2 separate regions of the Macaca mulatta genome follow, and region 1 is linked to region 2. The links are chromatin contacts, called in public Hi-C maps. All regions are on one chromosome and are shown on one strand. Each heading gives the region's core, a stretch centred on a gene start, on an enhancer-like site or on the middle of the called end of the contact. The rest is flanking DNA. Distances are from core to core; before and after follow the strand shown. Region 1 holds the start of ZNF480 (zinc finger protein 480). Region 2 holds the start of ZNF766 (zinc finger protein 766).

Region 1 (4,809 bases), core at 1,999-4,498, 34 kb before region 2:
CAGAGTTGATGCAGGGACAAGAAACTCCTACAGAAAGAACAACAAGTGAGTTTTTTACTCTTTTCTTCAGAATCTGCTCCTCTCCTAGGGATGCCCACATGCACGCTGCAGCAGTGGGGAGCTGGCCTGGACTAAGCTCCCCTTCAGGGCCAGACCCAGCCCTGACCAAACCCCATGCAGAGCACAGCCCCACTCCCATCTCTATGGATCCCAGACTCATGTAATCACTCAGAAATGGAGGACACAGAGCCTTGGTGCTCAGCGCCAGATACAGAACACAGTGGAATCTGCTTATCCATGAGGGACATGTCCCAAGTCCCCCATTGGATGCCTGGAACTTCAAACAGTACTGAACTCTATTTATTCCACTTAAAAGATGCATGTGATAGCTTCTCATTGGCATATCTAAACTGCCAGTGTCAGCCAGGCATGGTGGCTCATGCCTGTAATCCCAACAGTTTGGGAGGCTGAGGCAGGTGGATCACCTGAGGTCAGGAGTTCAAGACCACCCTGGCCAACATGGTGAAACCTCATCTCTACTAAAAATACAAAAATTAGCTGGGCATGGTGGCACATACCTATAATCCCAGCTTCTTGGCAGGCTGAAGCAAGAGAAATGCTTGAAACTGGGAGGTGGAGGTTGTGGTGAGCTGGGATCACACCATTGCACTCCAGCCTGGGCAACAAGAGTGAAACTCTGTCTCAAAAAAAAAAAAAAAAAAGAAAAAGAAAAAAAAAATCAGGGTATCCCAAAGCCCCTTCTTTTGATTAATTTGCTAGGAGGATTCTTCCATCGGGCTATTCATCTGTATCTTTTGCAATATTCTTCATAGCAAACAGATAAAACTAAACAAATGCTTCCTTGAGTTCTGTGAACCAGGCTAACAAATTAATAAAATCTGAGCAAAGGGTCAAGGGAATCCTCAATTTTTAGATGTTTGGTTGAAGTTCAGGTCCCAACCTGGAACTTACAACCAGCACATGAAATAGGGGCAGGCTTGTGGAACTGAGCCCCCAACCTGTGGGATCTGATGCTAACTCCATGTAGACAGTGTCAACTTGAGTGAAATTACAGATCCCCCAGGCGGTGTCTGACGAATTGCTTATTGGTGGGAAGAAATCCCCACACATTTTTTTCATCAGATATGAAGCATTTTGTGTTAAGTGTTCATTATTGTGTTGATTGCAAGAGTAGGAAGAACACTGGTTTTCCTGCTATCTTATACATTCGCCCACACCATACCCCATCCCAGGAAAAGGAAAGTGGGTGACCCACACCTGAATGACTCAAGTCACTGACCTGTGCCTGAATAGGGAATGTGAGTGGAAGCTAAAATCTGATGCCAAGAATTATAAAATGCACCAGCCTCACAGACAGGAGTTTTGCACATCTCATCTTCATCTGTATTTTTAAAGCACATTTCATATAATCAGATTAATCAATGTCACAACTTCATCATAATAGCCAATCAACTCACCATTCATCTGCACCCAGGGTTCCCTCTATTCTCACTACTGTGTTTCCCTCCCTCATTCTGTACGCATCTATCATTCTCACCTTCTTTCTCTAGCTTTTTTTCCCCCTCTTTACTTTTCCCCTAAGATTCTGCTCACTTTGAGCCTCTCTCTTCTCCTAATGTTTCTCCCCTTATTCCTTCTCTTCCTTCTCTTCCACCTGTTCTGCTCCATTCTGGCAACTTGTTCCACACCTTTTCCAAACTTTCTGCTCAATCTTTGATCATCCCAATCTCCACCTATTTCTGCCTCTTACTTTTTGTTGTTGTTGCTGTTGTTGTTGTTTTCTGAGACGGAGTTTTGCTCATGTCGCCCAGGCTGGAGTTCAATGGCACGATCTCAGCTCACTGCAACCTCCGCCTCCAGGGTTCAAGCGATTGTCCTGCCTCAGCCTCCTGAGTAGCTAGGATTACAGGCGCGTGCCACGATGCCCGGCTAATTTTTGTATTTTTATTAGAGACGGGGTTTCATCCTGTTGACCAGGCTGGTCTCAAACTCCTGACCTCAGGTGATCCACCCACTTCGGCCTCCCAAACTGCTGGGATTACAGGCATGAGCCACCGTGCCCGGTCCTGCCTCTTTCCCTGTCTCTGTTCCCCCTCTGCTCTCCCTGTTAAACCCCTTCTTTCCTGTTGCACCCCTTGTCCCCACTCTCTGGCACCCGGAGATCCCAGCCCTCCCCCTGGTGTGGTTCTCCCTCTGCTCTCCTTGTCACCAGCTGACCCCTCTTGCTGTCCCAGCACTACGCTGCTCTGTCTGCCCTGGCTCCAAATCCCTCCTCCTCTCCCCCACTCTCAAACTGAGGAACTTCCCACTTTGCTGCCCCTCTCACTATCTTGCAGTCCTTCATCTCTCCGGAGATGGCACTTTTCTCTGCATTTCTTCAGTTGCTTTTCTCCCCCTGCTACTTTCTCGGCTTCATTCGCTGTCTCTGCAAATGCCCCATCCACTTTCTACTTTGCCATCTGCTTAGGGCTCTCCCTCAATCTTCCTTTCTCCTTCAAGATGTTTCTCTTTCTTCTCCCTCGCTCTCCAGATCTTTCTGCACACATGCACATGGAAGGAATTGGGATCAGATGCCCACATGCAGAAGAACCTTTTCAGTGGGGTGTTATTTAGACTGCAAGAACACTGGATGCCAAAAGACAGAGTAAGTCACCTCCCCACACCCAGGGTCAGGAGAAGCGGTGGCTGGGAAGAGGAGGCCTGGGAAGTAGCGGGGCCCCGGATCAAGGAGGGTCTGGATCAAGAGAGGGGTGGCGTCTGCAGAATCCCAGGACTCGGCAGAAGACGCGGCTTCTCCTGGACTGCGATTGGAGCGCTGCGCTCCAGGGTCAACAAAGGCGAGGCTTGGGGGACCTGATAGACCGGAATCCACCTAGCGGGGGAGGACTTTACGCGGTGCGGGGCGGATGTAGGCATCACAGAAGAATTTGAAGCAGGAAAACTCCTCGATAGGAGGTGACTACATGGCCCTGTGGCAGAAAGACGGGGGACAGGACCCGCCGCGGAGCGATTTAAACACACAGGGAAGCGACCGCGGGACTCTCACAGAGACGCCTGAATTTGGTCGGGGTAGAGGGAGCGGTGCCAGGATTTCAAGGTCTGTGTGGCCTCTCAGATCCCGGGTACAGAAGCGCGGGGGAGCTGGGAAGCTCAGATTTTAATTTACACAAAGGGAAACTCACGCGCCGCGGCGTGACCTTCACTCCACGCGATCCGCTTCCGGGTTTGTGGGAAACTGCGCGCGCAGCGGAGAGGTCGCAGCAGGGCGGCCTGGCCGGGGCGGGGTGGGGCGGGGTGGGGCGGGGCTTGCGCTTCCCTCCGCCTCGCTTCCAGCGCCTGTTTTCCGGGTTTTGCAGGAGACCTGCCAAGGAGGCTGAAGCAACTCAGCTGTCTCCGCACTGTACTCTTGCCGGGACAGAGCAAAGTCTGCTGATGATTAGATCCAGGAAAATTCCTGCTATTAAAGTTAACCTTAAGCCGGCTGTGGGGTGGGGCACCTGTACCAGCTACCCCGAAGACTGAGGCAGGAGGATCGCTTGAGCCCAGGAGTTCGAGTTTACACTGAGTTATAATGGCCACTGCGCTCCAGCTTGGGCGACAGAGACTCAGTCTGTAAAATACATACATGAAAAACTAATTTTAGCAATTTAATTAAAAAGCCCTGGGATTGTCTGTGAAAGCTGTGGGGAAAAGAAAGAGAGATCAGATTGTTACTGTGTCTATGTAGAAAAGGAAGATATGAGAAACTCCATTTTGATCTGTACTAAGAAAAATTGTTTCTGTTTTTCTGCTAACCTGTAGATGCTGTTAACCTGTAACTTTAGCCCCAACCCTGTGCTCACAGAAACATGTGCTGTAATGAATCAAAGTTTAATGGATTTAGGGCTATGCAGGATGTGCCTTGTTAACAGTATGTTTGCAGGCAGTGTGCTTGGTAAAAGTCATCGCCATTCTCCATTCTCGATTAACCAGGAACACAATGCACTGCGGAAAGCCGCAGGGACCTCTGCCCAAGAAAGCCTGGGTATTGTCCAAAGTTTCCCCCCATGGAGACAGCCTGAGATATGGCCTCATGGGAAAGGAGAGACCTTACATCCCCCAGCCCGACACCCATAAAGGATCTGTGCCTACAGTGAGATGTTTGGGTAAAGAGAAACATAAATCTAGCCTATGTGCACATCCGGGCACAGCACCTTTCCTTGAACTTATTCATGATACAGATTCCTTTGCTCACATGTTTCCCTGCTGACCTTCTCCCCACCTGTTGCCCTGCTACACTCCCCTCACTAAGATAGTAAAAATAGTGATCAATAAATACTGAGGGAACTCAGTACAGTACCGGCGCCAGTGCAGGTCCTCCGTATGCTGAGCGCCGGTCCCCTGGGCCCACTGTTCTTTCTTTATACTTTGTCTCTGTGTCTTATTTCTTTTCTCAGTCTCTCATCCCACCTGAGGAGAAATACTCACAGGTGTGGAGGGGCTGGCCCCCTTCAAAAACCAGGCAAGTGAATACGTGAACTGCAAAGCCCTGTCTGGGTGGAATGTGCAATTTCATGCTGATGGCTCACAAAGCAGAATAGAAATCCTCTCCTTTTCTATTCCCTGTTCTTATGGGAGGGACAGAGGTAACCCTGTGCTCAGCTCCAGAGAGTTTCCGAGTGACAGCACCTGGGGCATGGAGGGCTAAGGCCAGTGAGAATTCAGGTCACCAATTGTTGCTTTTAAAAAAGCGTTAACTGACCGGGCGAGGTGGCTCACACCTGTAATCCCAGCACTTTGGGAGGCCAA
Region 2 (4,746 bases), core at 2,040-4,539:
ATGCATTTGGGGGAGCTCAGAAAGTGGCACATACGAGGTGGAGATGCCTGTTAGGCAGAAGTGAGGGGACAACTGAACACAGGTTTCTAGACCTCAGGCCAGAGGTCTGCAGGGGACATGGAGACAGGTAGATGGGGTTCAAAGCCATGAGATGAGATGATAAGGAACGGTAGTGTGTGTGGACAGAGATCAGAAGAGTTTTGAGATCTAAGCCTATTCAACATAGGGAAACCCAGTTTGTACTAAAAAATTAAAAAATTACTCGGGTGTGGTGGTGTGCACCTAGAGTCCCAGCTACTTGGGAGGCTGGGGCAGGAGGACCTCCTGAGGCCAGGAGTTCGAGGCTGCAGGAAGCTATGATTGCACGATGGCACTCCAGTCTGGGTGACAGGGTGAGACTGTCTTAAAAACAAAAACAAAAATGAAAAAGACCTAAATCACGGAACACTCCCACATTCAGAGAAGACAGCTTCAGGAGACACCAGCAAAGGAAACTGGTAAGACAAAAATCTGAAACAAAGTAATCAAATAAATTTAGAGCTAAGAAAAAAGAACAGGGAATGATCAGCTGTGCAACATGTTGCTAACTCAAAAAGATGAGGATAGGAAATTCAAAATTGGACTTCGAAACACAGAGGTCACTGGTGCAGTCTGGAAAAAAAAGGATCAAAGGAATGGTGGAGGTGAAAGTTTAATTGGAAGGGGGTAAATCAAGAACTTGAGGCAAGACTGGAGACAGAGTATATAAACAAGATTTTAGTGTACTGTGTTCTCAAATGGAGCATTGAAGCGGGGTGCTAACTACAGGGAGAAATGTAATTAGTAGAATATTTTTTGTTTTAATCATGGAGGAGTAGCAAGAAATAAAGACTTCATTCTGTGCCTTTTTTTTTTTTTTTTGAGACACCGTCTCACTCTTGCCACCCAGGCTGGAGTGCAGTGGTGCAATGTCGGCTCATTGCAACCTCCACCTCTAGGGTTCAAGTGATTCTCCTATCTCAGCCTCCCGAGTAGCGGGAATACAGGTGCGCGTCACCACGCCCAGCTAATTTTTGTATTTTTAGTAGAGGTGGGCTTTCACCGTGTTGGCCAGGCTGGTCTGGAAGTCCTAGTCATAAGTGATCTGCCCACCTTGGCCTCCTAAAGTGCTGAGATTACAGGCATGAGCTACCGCACCCAGCCAGCGTGTCTGTGTGTGTTTTAATGGACAATACCTCCACGTGGGTACACTAATCAAAGTAATCCCTTGAAGTAAATATTGGTGATGCCACAGAGAAAGGATGCCACACTGTCCTGAGATTGTGAGTAGGGCTGGCACATGGTGCACAACTGCAGGGTCAGCAACAGCCAGGGGGAGGGACAGACCATTCCCAGTTACTACAGAGTAGAGATCGCAGGCCCTGAGACAGGTGGGTGGGCCGGTTGGAGATCTCTTCCCTTTACTGTTTGAGGTGGAAATGTACACGTGTTTTTTCCCATGCTGAACAGTTCTCTGGCACACTCCCAGCTGGATGACCTACAATTTAACTCAATTTGGATAGTATCTACCTGGAGATAGAATCAGATCCCAGTTAAGGACTCAGTCCCACATGACTGCCCCTCACTTCAGATACGGATAAAATTAACGGTTTCCAAAACCCACTCCTCTGTTTTGATTTGTTAGGACGGCTCTTCCATCTATATCCTTTGTCATAACCTTCATAACCAATAGTAAACCTAAGTAAAATTTTCTCTGAGTTCTGGGAACCATTCTACCAAATTAATGTGAGGAGGCCGGGCAAGGTGGCTCAAACCTGTAATCCCAGCACTTTGGGAGGCCGAGGTGGGCAGATCACCTGAGGTCTCAAGAGCTCAGGACCAGTCAGGCCAACATGGTGAAACCCTGTCTCTATTAAAACTACAAAATTAGCCAGGTGTGGTGGCGGGCACCTGTAATCCCAGCTACTCGGGAGGCTGAGGCAGGAGAATCGCTTGAACTCAGTAGGCTAAGGTTGCAGTGAGCCCAGATTTTGAGCCCCTCTCCTCTCCCAGTTTCTCCCCTTCTTCCCTCTATTCCTTCTTTTCCACCTGATCTGCTCCATCTTGCAAATTTTTTCCTTTTGTTGCTCTTTCTCTCCAATCTTTTGATTGTCTCCAATCTCCATATATTTCTGCCTCTTTCTTCTCCCATCTGTGCTCCTCCTGTTAAATTCCCTCTTCTCTGTTATGCCCCCTTTTCCCCACTGTCTGGCAACCCCAGATCCCTGGGGTGGTTCTCCCTCTGCTCTCCTTGTCACCGGCTGCCACCTCTTGCTGTCCCTGCACCACGCTGCTCAGTCTGCCCTGGCTCCAAATCCCTCCTTCTCTCCCCAACTTTGTCTGAAGAGCCTCCCGCTTTGCTGCCCCTCTCCCTACCTTGCAGTCCTTCATCTGTCTAGAAATACAACTTTTCTCTACATTTCTCCAGTTGCTTTTCTCTCCCTGCTACTTCCTGGGGTGCTTCTTTCACTTTGCCAATCTCTCACCGTCCCTCTACGTTGCCGTCTTGATATGGATCTCCTTCATTATTTTCTCTCTAAATTTTTCTGTTTCCTCTACCTTGCTCTCCATCTCTTTCACTACACATTCACAGGGAGGGGACTGGAATAAAATGCCCACCTCCTCAAGAGCACAGTTTCCAACGGGAGGAATTTGGGACAGAAGAACACTGAGTGCCCTATGATAGGTCCCGGCCACCTCCCCCAACACAGGGTCAGGAGAAGCCGTGACTGCGAAGAGGCCTGGGGACAGAAGGGTCCAGCCCAAGGAGGTCTAGGGCGGCAGGCAGATCAGGGGTGGGGTCTGCAGAATCTCCAGGACAAGCAGAGGACGCGGCCCCTCCCGATTTGCGGCTGTGGCGCTGCGCCCCCAGGGGCCGACAAGGGCGAGGCTCGGGACCCGGAGGGCGTGGATCGGGCTCGCAGGTGGGGACTTTACGTGGCGCGGGGCTGGCGGAGGGGTCACTGAAGGGTTTTAAGCAGGAAAACGACGCGAAAGCAGCTGCCTACGCGGCCCTACGGCAGAACCACCGGGGACAGAACCAACCCTAGGGCGATTTTAACACACAGGGAAGCGAACCCCAGTATTCTGACGGGACGCGTGAATTTACTCGGGGTGGAGGGAGCGGTGCGGGGATTTCAAGGTCTGTACCGCCCCCCACATCCCGGGTACAGAAGCGTGAGGGCACCGCTAAGCGAACACTTAATCTAAACAAAGGAAAACTCACGCGCCGCAGTTGCGCCATCTCTCCACGCCATCCACTTCCGGGTCTGCAGGCGACTGCGCGCGGACCCAGAGGCCAGGCCTGGGCGGGGCCAGCGAGGTGGTGGGCGGGGCCTGAATGCTTATGGGCAGGGCCTGCGCTTCCCTCCTCCTATCTCTGGGCGTGTCTCGCTTTTCCGGAGTTTGCAAGCAACACTTCCCAGTCAGGCTGGAGCCGCTCCACGGTTTGTGACCTGGGATCTCACTAGGAGGGTCAACGTCTGCTGTTTGGATCCAGGAAAGTTCCCACAATTAAAATTAAGGAATTCAGGCCTGGCGCGGTGGCTCACGCTTGTAATCCCAGCACTTTGGGAGCCCGAGGCGGGCGGATCACGAGGTCAGGAGATCCAGATCATCCTGGCTAACACGGTGAAACCCCGTCTCTACTAAAAATACAAAAAATTAGCCAGGCATGGTGGCGGGCGCCTGTAGTCCCAGCTACTCGGGAGGCTGAGGCAGGAGAATGGTGTGAACCCGGGAGGCAGAGCTTGCAGTGAGCCGAGATCGTGCCACTGCACTCCAGCCTGGGCGACAGAGCAAGACTCCGTCTCAAAAAAAAACAAACAAAACAAAAAAATAAATAAAATTAAGGAATTCAATTAAAATTTAGAAATGTAATTGAAAAACCCTTAAATTGCCTGTGAAAGGAATGCAAACTAAAATACAATATGCAAACTCAGCCTGTGCGGAATGTGTAATTTCATGCTGATGCCCCACAGAATAGCATAGAAATCCTCTCCATTTCTGTTCCCCGTTCACTCTGGAGAATAGAGTTCCAAAGAGTTTCCTAGGGACACCTCTGGGGCGTGGAGGGATAAGGCCAGTGAGAAGTCAGGTCACCAACTGTTGCTTTTAAAAAAGCAGTAGAGGCTGGGCGAGTGGCTCACGCCTGTAATCCCAGCACTTTGGGAGGCCGAGGAGGTCGGATCACTGGAGGTCAGGAATTCGACACCAGCCTGACCAAAATGGAGAAACCCCGCCCCTACTCAAAATACAAAAATTAGCCGGGCGTGATGACACACGCCTATAATCCCAGCTACTTGGGAGACTAAGGCAGGAGAATTGCTTGAACCCTGGAGACGGAGGTTGCAGTGAGCCGAGATCGCCATTGCACTCCAGCCTGGGCGACAAAAGCAAAACTCCGTCTAAATAAATAAATAAGCAAAAGCTTTTAAAAGTATATGTAAATTACTTCTTCCTTTCACTTGTTCTATTCCACACGAGTTATTTTAAACACCTTTGAAATATGCTTAGGTCAATATTTTCTAAAAATACTGTAATTTCAGATTCACTTTAGGTGCATTCTGAAAGTAATAAGAAAACATACTTTTTATTTTAAAATTGTCATCTCTTTTAAATCTTGTTTGTTTTCGTTTCTCCAATGTGCTGGCACCTCTAGATAATAAAGCCCTTAAAATAGTCTTCGGAAGACAATTGTTATTTATTGATCTAAAGAATAATTCTGCA

Evidence for each region. A called contact is a pair of places that touch in the nucleus more often than the background predicts.
Region 1: a contact with region 2 is called in a Hi-C map of liver, with 2.8 times the contacts expected there. The contact joins the promoter of ZNF480 here to the promoter of ZNF766 in region 2. A contact is called at or near these places in 3 of 14 Hi-C or Micro-C datasets (cortical neurons, fetal cortex germinal zone and liver).

The regions. Positions count from the first base shown.
Region 1 is chr19:64,480,131-64,484,939 of T2T-MMU8v2.0, reverse strand. It overlaps ZNF480 (zinc finger protein 480), which reads right to left and starts at 3,248. Exons shown (of 5, transcript XM_077981617.1): 1 at 1,772-3,248. It overlaps LOC106994838 (a long non-coding RNA gene), which reads left to right and starts at 2,436. Exons shown (of 2, transcript XR_001441533.3): 1 at 2,436-3,118; 2 at 3,378-4,809.
Region 2 is chr19:64,446,451-64,451,196 of T2T-MMU8v2.0, reverse strand. ZNF766 (zinc finger protein 766) reads right to left here and starts at 3,289. Exons shown (of 4, transcript XM_028839374.2): 1 at 3,245-3,289. LOC144337314 (a long non-coding RNA gene) reads left to right here. Exons shown (of 2, transcript XR_013410288.1): 1 at 1-1,025; 2 at 1,982-3,283.